Linked DNA regions of Pan troglodytes: region 1 is linked to region 2. A link is a contact called in public Hi-C data. All regions are on one chromosome and are shown on one strand. The core of a region is the stretch at or near the end of the contact, and the rest is flanking DNA. Distances in the headings are between cores, read along the strand shown.

Region 1 (5,886 bases), core at 79-2,578, 340 kb before region 2:
AAACCTGTTGCATTGGCACAACACATGATTGTGACTCTTTCTTCAATTGATTTGTGCCCAGGGACAGTGCATTTACCTTTGATTACTGAAATCCTAGAAGGCAAGCACTTCCAAAAGAGTCCAGTTTCATCTGCATTGTAGATTTGTTCAGGCTGTAAATTCTCTCGTTCAATAAAATCTCGAAAGTTATTACAAAAATCTTCCACCGCAGTCTCATCTCCATTTAATCTTTCATTTCTAATGTTAATCTCTCTAATGCTGTGCCGCTGCTTAAAACGAGTTAGCCAACCGGCAGAGGGGTTAAAATCACCATCCATTCCCAAAGCATAAAAGAAGAACTCTGCCCTTTTTGCACAAATTGGTCCAGATATGGGATTCCCTTTTGCTCTTTGCTGGTTGAACCATTCCAGCATTGCCCTGTCCAATTCCTCATACATGGATGGCTTCATAGATTTCCTCTTGGCCAAAAGACTTGTGGAATCAGAACTGCTTGCATAAGTTATAATCTTTTCCTTATTTTTTCTTATATCCCGAACTGTTGTTTCACCAATTCCATAAATCACTGCCAGTTGTTTGGAAGAACCTCCGTCTTCAAGTTTCTTTATTATATCAAGCTTATCTTTAATAGTCAACACCACACGCTTCCGTTTCCCCGACATAGCGAGGTTCTGGGACTCACCCCACACTCACAATGTAGCAATCCACAAAATCCTTCCTTCTCTTACACAGGCTCACTTTAACAGTCTTAACACACTCAGTCTTTCATCCTTACCAGCAACCTGGTGGCCCTGATCCCCTCCCGGGCTGGGGTTGGCTGGCAAATAGACTGCAGAAGAAGGTGAAAGAGGAGGAAGTTTGAGAGAACAGGCCTTTCTTTAACTTATACGGGCAGTAGCGGAGGCCCCATGTCACCGCGGATAATCCGGATTAAAAGCATGTGTTTTATTACCCCAGCAGCCGTGAGAAAGACTATACCCCCATTGTGTCCACGAACCTCCTGCACGTCCAGATCCCGGGTAACCGCGCGTCACTAACCCCTGCCACACCCCAAAGTTACGGCAGAGAGCCGAAGAGCCTAGGAGTCAAGGACTGGCACCCTTCCTCAGGGGAACGGATATATTAGATTCCTTCCCCAGCAGCAGGGCCCTCCCGCCGCGCAGCCCCAGTTTCCCGCGCCAGCTTTAGCCGGGACAGTCCTCCCCGTCCCTCAAAACCCGCCAGGCCCCTCTCCCCACCTCTCTTGCAACCAGGACCCGCACAGCTCCCTGACTATCGCGCGGCAGTCGCTCCGCCCCTAGCCACGCTCCCGGAAGATGATCCCTCCCGCCGCCTGGCCCCACCCCTCGCCCCACCCAGAGGCGGGACTTCCCTTGGTCCCCGGAAGGGGGGAGGAGCATCGCTTGTCATGAGCTGGTTGCCGGGGCGGGGGCGGAGGCGGAGGCAGAGGCGGAGGCGCTTTGAAAGGTGAGAGCGCGAGGGTGGTGCGGGGCTGTCTCCCGGCTGGGACTCGCTCGCGCTCCCGGTGCTAATGGTTTATGGGAGGGGCGGGGGAAGCCGTGCCTCCTCGCGGACTCAGAGAAAAATTCCCGCGGGCGCTCTTTGGGTGGGCCGGAGAATGCGCCTCTAGCCCTCCTCCTCAGTTGAGCTGCAGTGGGCGCGGTGCCCGTTATTTCCGCCTTGGGGAGGTGCTTGGAACTGATGTAGGGAGCTCGGTTGGTGATTTCTCGGGTTTCTGGCCTTTCCAGACCCTTGTAATTGTTTTCTCGGTGCAGAGCTCTTTTGGGGTCTGGGGGTTTCTGTCGTCCTGCGCGCGTCATCGCGAAGCTTGGCCTGAGGGTCCGGTTTCCTAGCTACTGTGCCCCTCCCTCCTGGAGGCAGAGTGACGGACTAGTGGGCTAGCGGGCGCTGGGTTCCTGCGTCCCGCCAAAGAGGTTTGTAATCATGAAAGTCACCCTTCCGGGTGTTAATTCCTGAGAGGATCTATTCCTCTGTCTACCACTCATTCCTGCTGCATTAACCTTCATTGTTAACGGATTTTAATGAATAATATAGTTATCCCGGATACCATGCTGGCAGGATCCACTTTGCGAAATTGTGGACTGTTGGACTGTGATTCTAAGTGGGGGAAATAGGCTTTCCTCTCTTTATGTTTATTTTCTTATATCCTATTTCTGTCATGTTCTGTCTTGTTTTCCTGCCAATAGAAGAACTACGATAAATTTATTCATAGCAATGTGATAAGAACTTGATCTTAATCATACACTGTAGCCCTCAAATCGTGTATTATGCTGGCTTGTTTTTGGTGTCCCTAGTAATTTCATCAGATTGTGAGCTCCTTGGAAGCAGAGACCATGTTTATTTGAAATGGTGGCAGCACAGTTCCTAGCAGGTCCTTGCATTTTGGTAGATATTCAATAATTGTTTTTCGGCTTATTAATCTTTGCTCTCCAAACTGCCATATAAAAGAAAACATCGAAGAGGAGTGATGTTTTACACCCAAGAATGGATCCCTCCCGGTAGAATTTCAAATAATGACCTGGGGTTCCACTGCCTTTCAAATCTGTAAAGTGTTATCTACCACCTGCATTGTTTATACAGCAAGTAGGTGATTTCTAGAATGAATCTTTTCTTGAGTATGAATTAACCTGAAAGTTTAGAAGGAACTATATTTCTTCTGATGAGAAAGTCAAGTGGCATCATCAAAGTACTTTTAGCTATAGAGGTACTGTGTTAGAGAAAGAACACAAGCAATATGGATTATTGTCTTTAATATATATTCTTTGGCAGATAACATAGCTATGTATGTGCATCTTATATTAACCATGAAACACAAAGATGTGATAGTATTGATCATCTTCATTCACTTATTTAATGCTTTCTGTTTGGAGTCTCTGTTTTTCTCTTTGCTTAAAGGTAAGGTATCATTACAGAAGCTCGATAAAATTCTCATTTCAGGAAATTAAGTGTATATTCAACATATACAGAAGTAACATTCATTTGCATGGATTCTCTTTTGAGTAGATTCGGAAGACCAAGAGGTATCTTACCCATCAAACTAGCTTTCCTTCACATTTCTCTTCCGAGGTTCACTCACCTTTTCCCTCCGTTATCATTCTTCCCATCCCAGCTAATATAGTGAAGCTATCTACAATTTAAAAAGAAGAGCCAAACATATTCAAATTGTCTTTCCTTTTCAGTAACAGAATTTTTTTACCTTACTGATATAAATGGTCATTTCGAAATATGAGAGACCCTGGCAATTTGGCAGTTGGTCCAATGAAACCTGATTTATTTTGTTTAAATAAAAGATGCTGCCTCAGGCATTCGAATTCTGCAGTTTTCCAAAATATGTTTCTCATCAGAGACTGCCTTTCTTTGAAATTTTACTTTTGGGCTCACTGGGGACTCCTTTGAATTTTGCAATTGGTGTTATTAATAAGATGATAGAGGGAAGTCTGCAAATACTCTTTTCTTGCCTGGTGGATAATAATTTACAGAAGTTTCTGGCCTAACTCATGTGCAGTCAAATTCGGTTACATAATTTTTTTAAAAAGCATATTTGTAAACTCTAAACCATTTTAATCGTTATTTTTCTGAAACTAAAATACAGCATGAATGAGAGATAAAAATAATGATTTTTAAAGGCTTAATTTTTACTATCTTGTACAAATGTGATATTGGCAGCCGTGATTGTGTGGCACTGGACGGGGAATCAAGAGACCCGGTTTCTAATCCCTGCTCTGTCACTAACAAGCTGCGTGATCTTCGGTAAGTCATTTAAACTCTATGTCCTTGGCTTTGATATTTACACATAAAAATAGATATCTTCCTTCTAGGATCATTGTCAGGATTTAAAAATCAATGTGAAAATGCACTAAAAACTTAAAGTTTCTTTTATGGCTGAACTGTGCAGTCATAAGTTTTTAATAGTGTGATTCTTAATCATTTCCACCATTGTCATAGGAATCACCTGTTTCATGATAAATAACTGACATTCTGGGCATGTTATAGTTTTGTAAGATAATCATCTAGTGTATATGAATTTGCTTTGGGGTACTAATAAAAATCATCGTTAACTTTAATGTTCTTTACTGTCCATATTTGCTTTAGTGTATCTCCTGCAACCATATTTGTCATTGTTTTCATAAATGTTTTTTCATTATTTCTCCCAATTCAAACAGGTTTATTAGAAAGCCATGCTTTGTTATTACAATGTGATATACTACACGTGCACATATGCACACTTAGCTTACGCAAATTTATGTGTTTACAAATACTTTTTTGTACTATACGGCTTAAAAATGTAAGATGCCTAGTTCGTGTGGTGCTTAACCAAAGAAACAGTAAGCTGCTTAAAACCTGGAGGAGAAACTGGGTGGACGTATTGTAACGTAGTATAGTGTACACAAAACCATACTTTAATATAGAGATTTTTTTAAAGGGTAATTTTGACTACACACAATTTTCATCTTTGCTGATTTTAATATAAGCCTTTTGTAAGATGCAACCCAAGGGTAATTTCAAATAGCAGACTGCCCTGTTGACCAGAATTTGTTAGATTGCTATTACAATGCTGATTATATTTTATAGCAATTACTGACATAAGGTTATACTTTGGGCAATGGCTCATGCCTGTAATCCCAGCACTGAGGCCAAGGTGGGAGGATCACTTGAGGTCAGGAGATCAGGACATAGTGAGACCTCCATCTCTACAAAAAATTTAAAAATCGAAACATATCGCTTGAGCCCCAGGAGTTCAAGGCTGCAGTAATCTATGATCATGCCACTGCACTCCAGCCTGGACAACAGGACAAGACCTATCTCTTAAAAAAATAAAAGTTATATTTCATCCTACACGCTATAATTTCTGCTGTATAATTTTGGCAGCCCCCGTTCTGATTTTACATGAGGTGTTAACCATTATACAGAAAGTCTTATTGCCGTATAAACATACCAGAATTTGTACAATTAAATGAGCTGTATCCTCTCTTCCACAATCTATAGGAAAAAAGTAATCCTTTTGGAAAGCTGGAAACGTAGTCCAGTAAGATTCCCATTGCTCAAAAAATTTTTGGCATTGAATTTTTGTAATTACCTTCAGAATTCACAGCACATTTTTTGAATATTTTTAATGGTAGTTAATTCTCATCTTCTTAAGTTGGATTTCATTTCTGCAAGCTGCTAACAGGTCCTTATAACCGAGACAAGTGAATGAAGTGGGTGTTAAAGTCACTGTTTGGGATAAAAAATGAAGTGTGATTATTTTCATATTTTTAGATTTTTTATAGTGTGTGGTTTATAGAAAGACTCCAGGAATATTCTGTGCTGTGGTGGAAATATTGGAATAATCAGCCTCATAAGGTGATTTCTTTGGTGGGGATAGCTGTCAGTTCAATATATACCTCTAACACATGTAGTTTGAGGTCAGTCTCATTACATTGTCATATTTCTATTCTCTAACAACCACAGAACTACATATGTTATTTTTTCTAGTTATCTTACCTGTCACTAATTGTTCTTTTAATATATACTTGTGATAATTTTAATGGAATTCATTCTTTTCTAAATGATAAACTGACAGCTTTTGTTTTCCTTCCCAATACTACACTCTGCTTTGCCGTGGAACTTACTTGTTTTATTCACTTAACTACATTATTGGATTGTTAGTTAAGTTTTCTATTGGTTATATTGTGTCTTTAACTTTGAGGGGAAAGCCACTCCCATTTTACTAAGGTATAAAGAGGCTACAATCTTAGTGGATATATTATCTCTCAATTTTTCACGGCTGTCTTCTTTGTGTCATTTGTTACTTTATAACTTTCTTCGTGTAAATTGATCTTTTATACTTTATATCATTTCTCTATTCAGAATCCTTTGCCTACAGGG
Region 2 (5,853 bases), core at 3,317-5,816:
CATTTCTTTCGTTATTGCATTTATAACCTTACAAAACGATTTTCAACTTGAACACATAAAGTTCTTGCCTCACTTTACCGTAACAGCTTCTACCACATGAAGCTCTTATTCCTTCATGCCTTTGTGCTGTTCCCTGGACCTGAAGTACTATTCCTCCTCCCTCTTGGCTTTATTCAACCAATTAGACCTACTAGCTCATTGAACATCTTCGCCTTCAGCAGAGATAAATGTTAGGATCCCCCAGCATCTTTTAGCATATTTCTCTTTTAGCACTTAACACATTGATCTAGTGGTTTACTTATAATGCTGCATCTCCCATGGGGCTGTCAGATGCTCAAGGGCAAGGACCACTTTTCTTCCATCCTTAAGTACTTCGTGACTAGGAAAATGTCTATCCCCTGACCAGTTCCCAATAAACATTTTTGAAATGCAGGTTGAGTATCCCTAATCCAAAAATCCAAAATTCGAAATGCTTCAAAATCTCAAACTTTTTGAGTGCCGACATGATGTTCAAAGGAAATGCTCATTGGAGCATTTTGGTTTTCAGATTTTTGGATTAGGATGCTGAACTGGTAAGAATAATGCAAATATTCCAAAATCCTCCCCACCCCCAAAAAAGAGAAATTTGAAACACCTCTGGTCCCTAGTATTTCAGATAAGGGATACTCAACTTGTACACAAAATAGGATGGTTTTATTCACTTCTATGTTTATTACATAACATGGACTTCTTTCTGTTTTCCTCAACCTTACAATTTATCATAAACCATGCACAGAGAACAAGAAGTAGGGGATTTAAAAATCTGAATCAAAGTCTGCAAATGGACAAGGAATGAGCTACAATCCAGATTGATTTTTTAAACTATTGCCTTTTATCCACTCACCTATGGACATGCAGCTCTTATTTTATAACCTAGTGCTATTATGAAGTATAAATTTAAAGTGATCATGAAATTCTATCATCCATTTAAGTCATAGTTTTGCAGAATTACCATCTTATGCATGTAAATATTTGTGACAAAGAGAACCAAGCTAAGAGTCCAAGGTACCTTCTTACTAACTTACCCTAGGTAAATTGCCTAAACTCTCTGTGCCTCAGGTTCCTCTTTTATTTTTTTATTACTATTATCATTTTTGATATAGAGTCTCACTCTCTTACCTAGGCTGGAGTGCAGTGGCACGATCTCTGCCCACTGCAACCTCCACCTCCCGGGTTCAAGCAATTCTCGTGCCTCAGCCTCCCAAGTAGCTGGGATTATAGGTGTGCACCACCATGCCTAGCTAATTTTTGTATTTTTAGTAGATACAGGGTTTTACCATGTTGGCCAGGCTGGAAGTTCCTCCTTTAAAATAGGATAGTAGCACTCTCAGAGATGTAGGAAATCCTATTATAGAGAAGGGCTTGGCACAGGACTTGGCAGTAGGTTGCACTGTAAGTAGAAGCTGGGATTGTTGGACTATAACTCATGGAACAGGAAATATTCTGGCAGGCAGATGGGCAGAATTCTGATGGCTCCTACAACAGGAATAGAGAGAACTGGGTTCCACTTAAACAAGGTACCTCAAAGAGGCAATCTCGCTCTTGTTTAAAACTGCCTGGGCCGGGCGTGATGGCTCATGCCTGTAATCCCAGCACTTTGGGAGGCCGAGGTGGGTGGATCATGAGGTCAGGAGTTCGAGACCAGCCTGGCCAATATGGTGAAACCTCCATCTCTACTAAAAATACAAAAATTAGCCAGGCATGGTGGCGCATGCCCGTAGTCCCAGTTACTCAGGAGACTGAGGCAGGAGAATCACTTGAACTCGGGAGGCGGATGTTGCAGTGAGCCAAGATCGGGCCACTGCACTCCAGCCTGGGCAATGGGGTGAGACTCCAACTCAAAAGAAACAAAACAAGCAAAACAAAACAAACAAACAAACAAAAACTGCTTGGACTTGGATGGCCTCATCATTGCCTCCTTTTCTGGGGATAAGATGAAAGGCTCCAATCAGGCTGACTGGCACTGGCCAGCTTGCCAGAAGGCATGGTATCCCCAGCCCTCTCTACATTATTCTAAGTTTGGAAGTAGTCAGAAGAAAATAGTATGGAATTTTAGTCCCCAAATCTACTCATTAAAACCATGTGGATACTCTACTTCACACCCTTACTTGAGGCCTTCCTGGCTCTGACACAGATTTAAGACCTAACTTTTAGTGAATTTTCTGATTCCTGGTCCTGCAAATTAGAAGAGTTCATGAAAGGACTGCTGGAAGGAAGCACAACTTGCAGTGAAAAGTGATAACTGCTCGATATTAAAAGAGAAACCTGGAAAGTTCTATACAAAACAATATCCCTGTCCACTATGATAGTGGATTTTCCTTAAAGATCACTCTCAGTTGTGTAAAATGAAAAAGATTAAATTGTGTTTGGTATATTTTGTTTCCAAAGGCAGAGAAGTATGAAATGCACTTTAAGGAAGATTTCTGTTCAGAAGTTTTGGTTTCAGTGGTCTACAGAGTTTACTTTTGTGGAACACCTCGTTCTCTGCCAAAGCCAAATAGATGAAGTGTTGCTGTATTTAGAAAATAAGGAAAGTGAAACATTTGTTGTAATAATGTGAATCTTTTAAAAATAATTGTTAAGAAAAACTATAAAACTGGCATACTTTTTAAAAAGATTATTCAGGAGCAAACTCAGCTCTATTAGGAGCTTTTTGAGGAACAATACTATTTTATTTTGGTTACCAGGTCTAGATTAGGACTCGACACTCTGAGGTTGTTTGTTTTTGGATGGAGAAATGGATAGATGCCTGGATGTGTGAATGAATAGATGGATAGATAAATGGACAGACATTGAAGAGATGGAGGGATGGATAAATGACGTTATTTTGGCTTAAGTTGCATTTAGGAGAAGTTAAAAGGATGTGAGAGAGGCATGCAGGGGATATCAACTCCAAATCAGGAACGAAATGGCTTCTGGAGAGCTCACTTCAAAGAGAATAAATTTGAGAGTCAGAGAAACAGAAAGGATGCACAGCAGTAGTGAGATCCTGGCATCCATGGCAGTCATGGATGTATAACTGATTCTAGTGTGTACGTTATAAACAAAAAAGAAAACCCCAAGTTCTTGTCCTACTTCTGCTACTGTAGATCTGGGTGATTTAGGGGCAAACCTTTTGTACTTCTCGGGCTTCATTTCTTTAATCAGCAAACTCAGAAGGTGAAACTAGATCATTGAAAGTCTACACTACTGATGTAGATCAATACACCAAACAACAAATTTCATTTCAAGGACATTGGTATTCTTAGAATACAATTAACATCCTCTTGCCTTTGTCTAAAGCACTTACTTTGCAGTCAAAATGGCTTGTCCACATTATTATTTTTTGAATGAAAAGATTTGTGCCTCCCACACGTAGGGCTTGGTGTATTGTGAATGGTAGCCTACACATACGCAAATGAGAACTGGGAAGATAATTAAATCTGAGGTGGAAATAGAGTAGACTTGTGAATGAACAAAGAAAGTGTATTTCTCTGGAAGCCAAGATGTCAAAAGTACATTTTATTGATACTGTATACTCTCAGCTTCCATGTAAATCAGTATTCTCATGCTTCAAATGTTCTAACCTTGCATTTCTGAAGAATCTATTGTGTATATTAACAGCGGCTGTGGCAGGAGATGTCAGGCATTTTTAAATTCCAGATTTAAAGAGATTCATGAATGTGCATGATGCTATACATAAAGAATTGAATGGTCAAATGCACTTTATTTTGAGCTAAAAGTTAGAACAAAAGAGATTCATGTCAAAGACTTTGGATTCCCAACCTGGGCTTTTTTTTTTTTTTTTTCCTCAGAAAATAGCCATAAAACTAAAAGAGAGAACATGTGACCCAAAGGATTCTAAAATGCTTCAGAATTTTAGAATCCTTTCCAATGGCTCAGTTTGGGCAAACTAGCTCCAGACCCCACCACTATCCAAGCTCCACCATCCTTTCTTATGACTCACACTCACAAATGAGTGCTGAGAGCCTGCCCTGTGGGGGCAGGGATGCCCTGTTAGAACAAACATGAGCTGAAGGTGAACCCAAAAGTAATTTGGTTCCATCCCTTATATTACATAGATGAAAACCGCCTTCCAGGGAGGTGAAGTGATTCACAAAGTAACACAGCAAGTCACACAAGTCTTTTGATTTCTAACCCATTGCTTTTGTCATGGCCACACTGATCCCTGACAAATAATATAAAACAAGGAAACCAGACCCTTTTAAAAAAAAAAGGTTATAATGCTATTACTTTTTTTCAAATGAGCCATTTTTTACCTTTTCACTTTGTTGCTTTTGTCTTGTCAGCTTCTTGTAGAAAGATGACTTAGTACATGAAAATTCAACTTGGCATTTTCTTTAGACAAAGTGATCTTTTAAATGTAGCCAAAATTTCTTTTGGAGTATGACTCCATTTCACATAACACAGCCTAAGATTGATGTTTACTAAGTTGGTTGTTCAAATCATGTTCGGCGCTTGGTTACATGGGCTGTTTCTTTGTCTCTGTCTCTCCCTCTCTCTCCTTTTTCTTTGTGCTTGACACAAAAGGATGGGGGCCCCAGGATCATCTGGAAATGGATCAGTGTATTCATGTGTGAGCTTTACAAAGCACTGGAGCAAAGGTGTCATTAAACGTTAGAAGTCATTCAATCACACCCATCTTTTCATACAAAGTATAGAGAGAAAAGGCTCTGTATGGTAACTATGCATAAAGCTTTGTGTATTCATTTACCCTCACTTCTTGGAGTAGCTGGCTCTTTTTTTTTCCCCCTGCCTCTTTCTCTCTTAGAGGAGGTTTGAGATTAGCTTTGCTTGTCTAAATCTGCCATTAATACTAAGCTCCTGTGTAGTGCTGAAAGCAATTAAAGTAATAGATTTTTAAAGAGAGCTTGTGGGTTTAATTCTGATTATGTTTCCTTTCAAATTATTGAGGTTTTCTTAGGCGTCCATGGTAGTGCCATGGGCATGGCAAGAGAGAAGTATGACTCTTACCAAGAAAAAGGGAATGAATGGTCTACCCTTAATTATATTTCCAGCAACCTTTTCTAGGTACTAAATGTAGAAGTCAATTAAGGGAGGTTTCAATGTATCAGTATCCTGTTTGTCCTGAAATGTAAATGGAAGTTAGGAGAGTTTTGAAGCAGATGCCATCTGCTGGATAGTTAAGATACTGTAACCAAAATAATGTGAACAGAAAACATATGGAACAGTAGATCTAAATGAATGGACTGATTGCTAATTTAAGTAAATACTACTTCCCAGGCCCCAGGTAGAGTGAAATCTCCCTAATATACTGTCTACAATGGAAATATTTAAAATTTATTTTTTTCTAATCTGAATAAAGAAATCCCTTCCTGTTCATGTGTAATGCAGATCCTCAAACTCTTTATTTAGTTTGCCATCATAAGAACAAACAGAATCAGTGCACATCTTCTGAGAAATGATAACTGCAAAAATGCCTTTGGAAGCCCCCAAAATTAAAACCAGAAGTAATATAACAAAATGGGGAAGGGTTAATATGGTTATATGGGAACAAAGGGTAAGTATATCAAATTAAAACCATATGTAAGACAAATACAGGCTAAATAGTTAATTCTTCTTTTTCTCTCTCTGAGGGACCCTTTTAAATAGAATTGGTCCTACTTAACACCATCACACTCCCACACTGCTCCCTCATTGGAAGAACCCATAGATAAAAGAGCCCCTCCTTAAACTGTACAACCTCCCTTAGAAATTGTTTATTACAGTCATGTTCTGTATAACCCCTGTTGTTACAGGATCGCAGTCTGGCCTCCTTCTCTAACTATCAGAACAGGTTGTTTCACATTTTTG

What was found. Hi-C and Micro-C count contacts between places; a contact is called where the count stands out from the background.
Region 1: a contact with region 2 is called in a Hi-C map of stem cell-derived neural progenitor cells, with 2.4 times the contacts expected there. The contact joins the promoter of JRKL here to the enhancer-like site in region 2. A contact is called at or near these places in 1 of 7 Hi-C or Micro-C datasets (stem cell-derived neural progenitor cells) and 1 of 1 datasets of contacts at active chromatin or transcription factors (stem cell-derived excitatory neurons).

The regions. Positions count from the first base shown.
Region 1 is chr9:98,492,920-98,498,805 of NHGRI_mPanTro3-v2.0_pri, reverse strand. JRKL (JRK like) reads right to left here and starts at 1,328. Exons shown (of 2, transcript XM_016921850.3): 1 at 1,236-1,328; 2 at 1-826. The coding sequence starts at 659. It overlaps CCDC82 (coiled-coil domain containing 82), which reads left to right and starts at 1,411. Exons shown (of 8, transcript NM_001280316.1): 1 at 1,411-1,464.
Region 2 is chr9:98,160,269-98,166,121 of NHGRI_mPanTro3-v2.0_pri, reverse strand. The region is part of intron 2 of MAML2 (mastermind like transcriptional coactivator 2); the gene reads left to right. Among named protein-coding and RNA genes, the nearest start is that of MTMR2, 130 kb to the right of the region's middle. Within about 2 kb of position 4,566, at least 4 of the 24 cell types and tissues checked have an H3K27ac peak or open chromatin away from gene starts, as enhancers often do. A contact at or near this core is called in stem cell-derived neural progenitor cells, where this site is marked.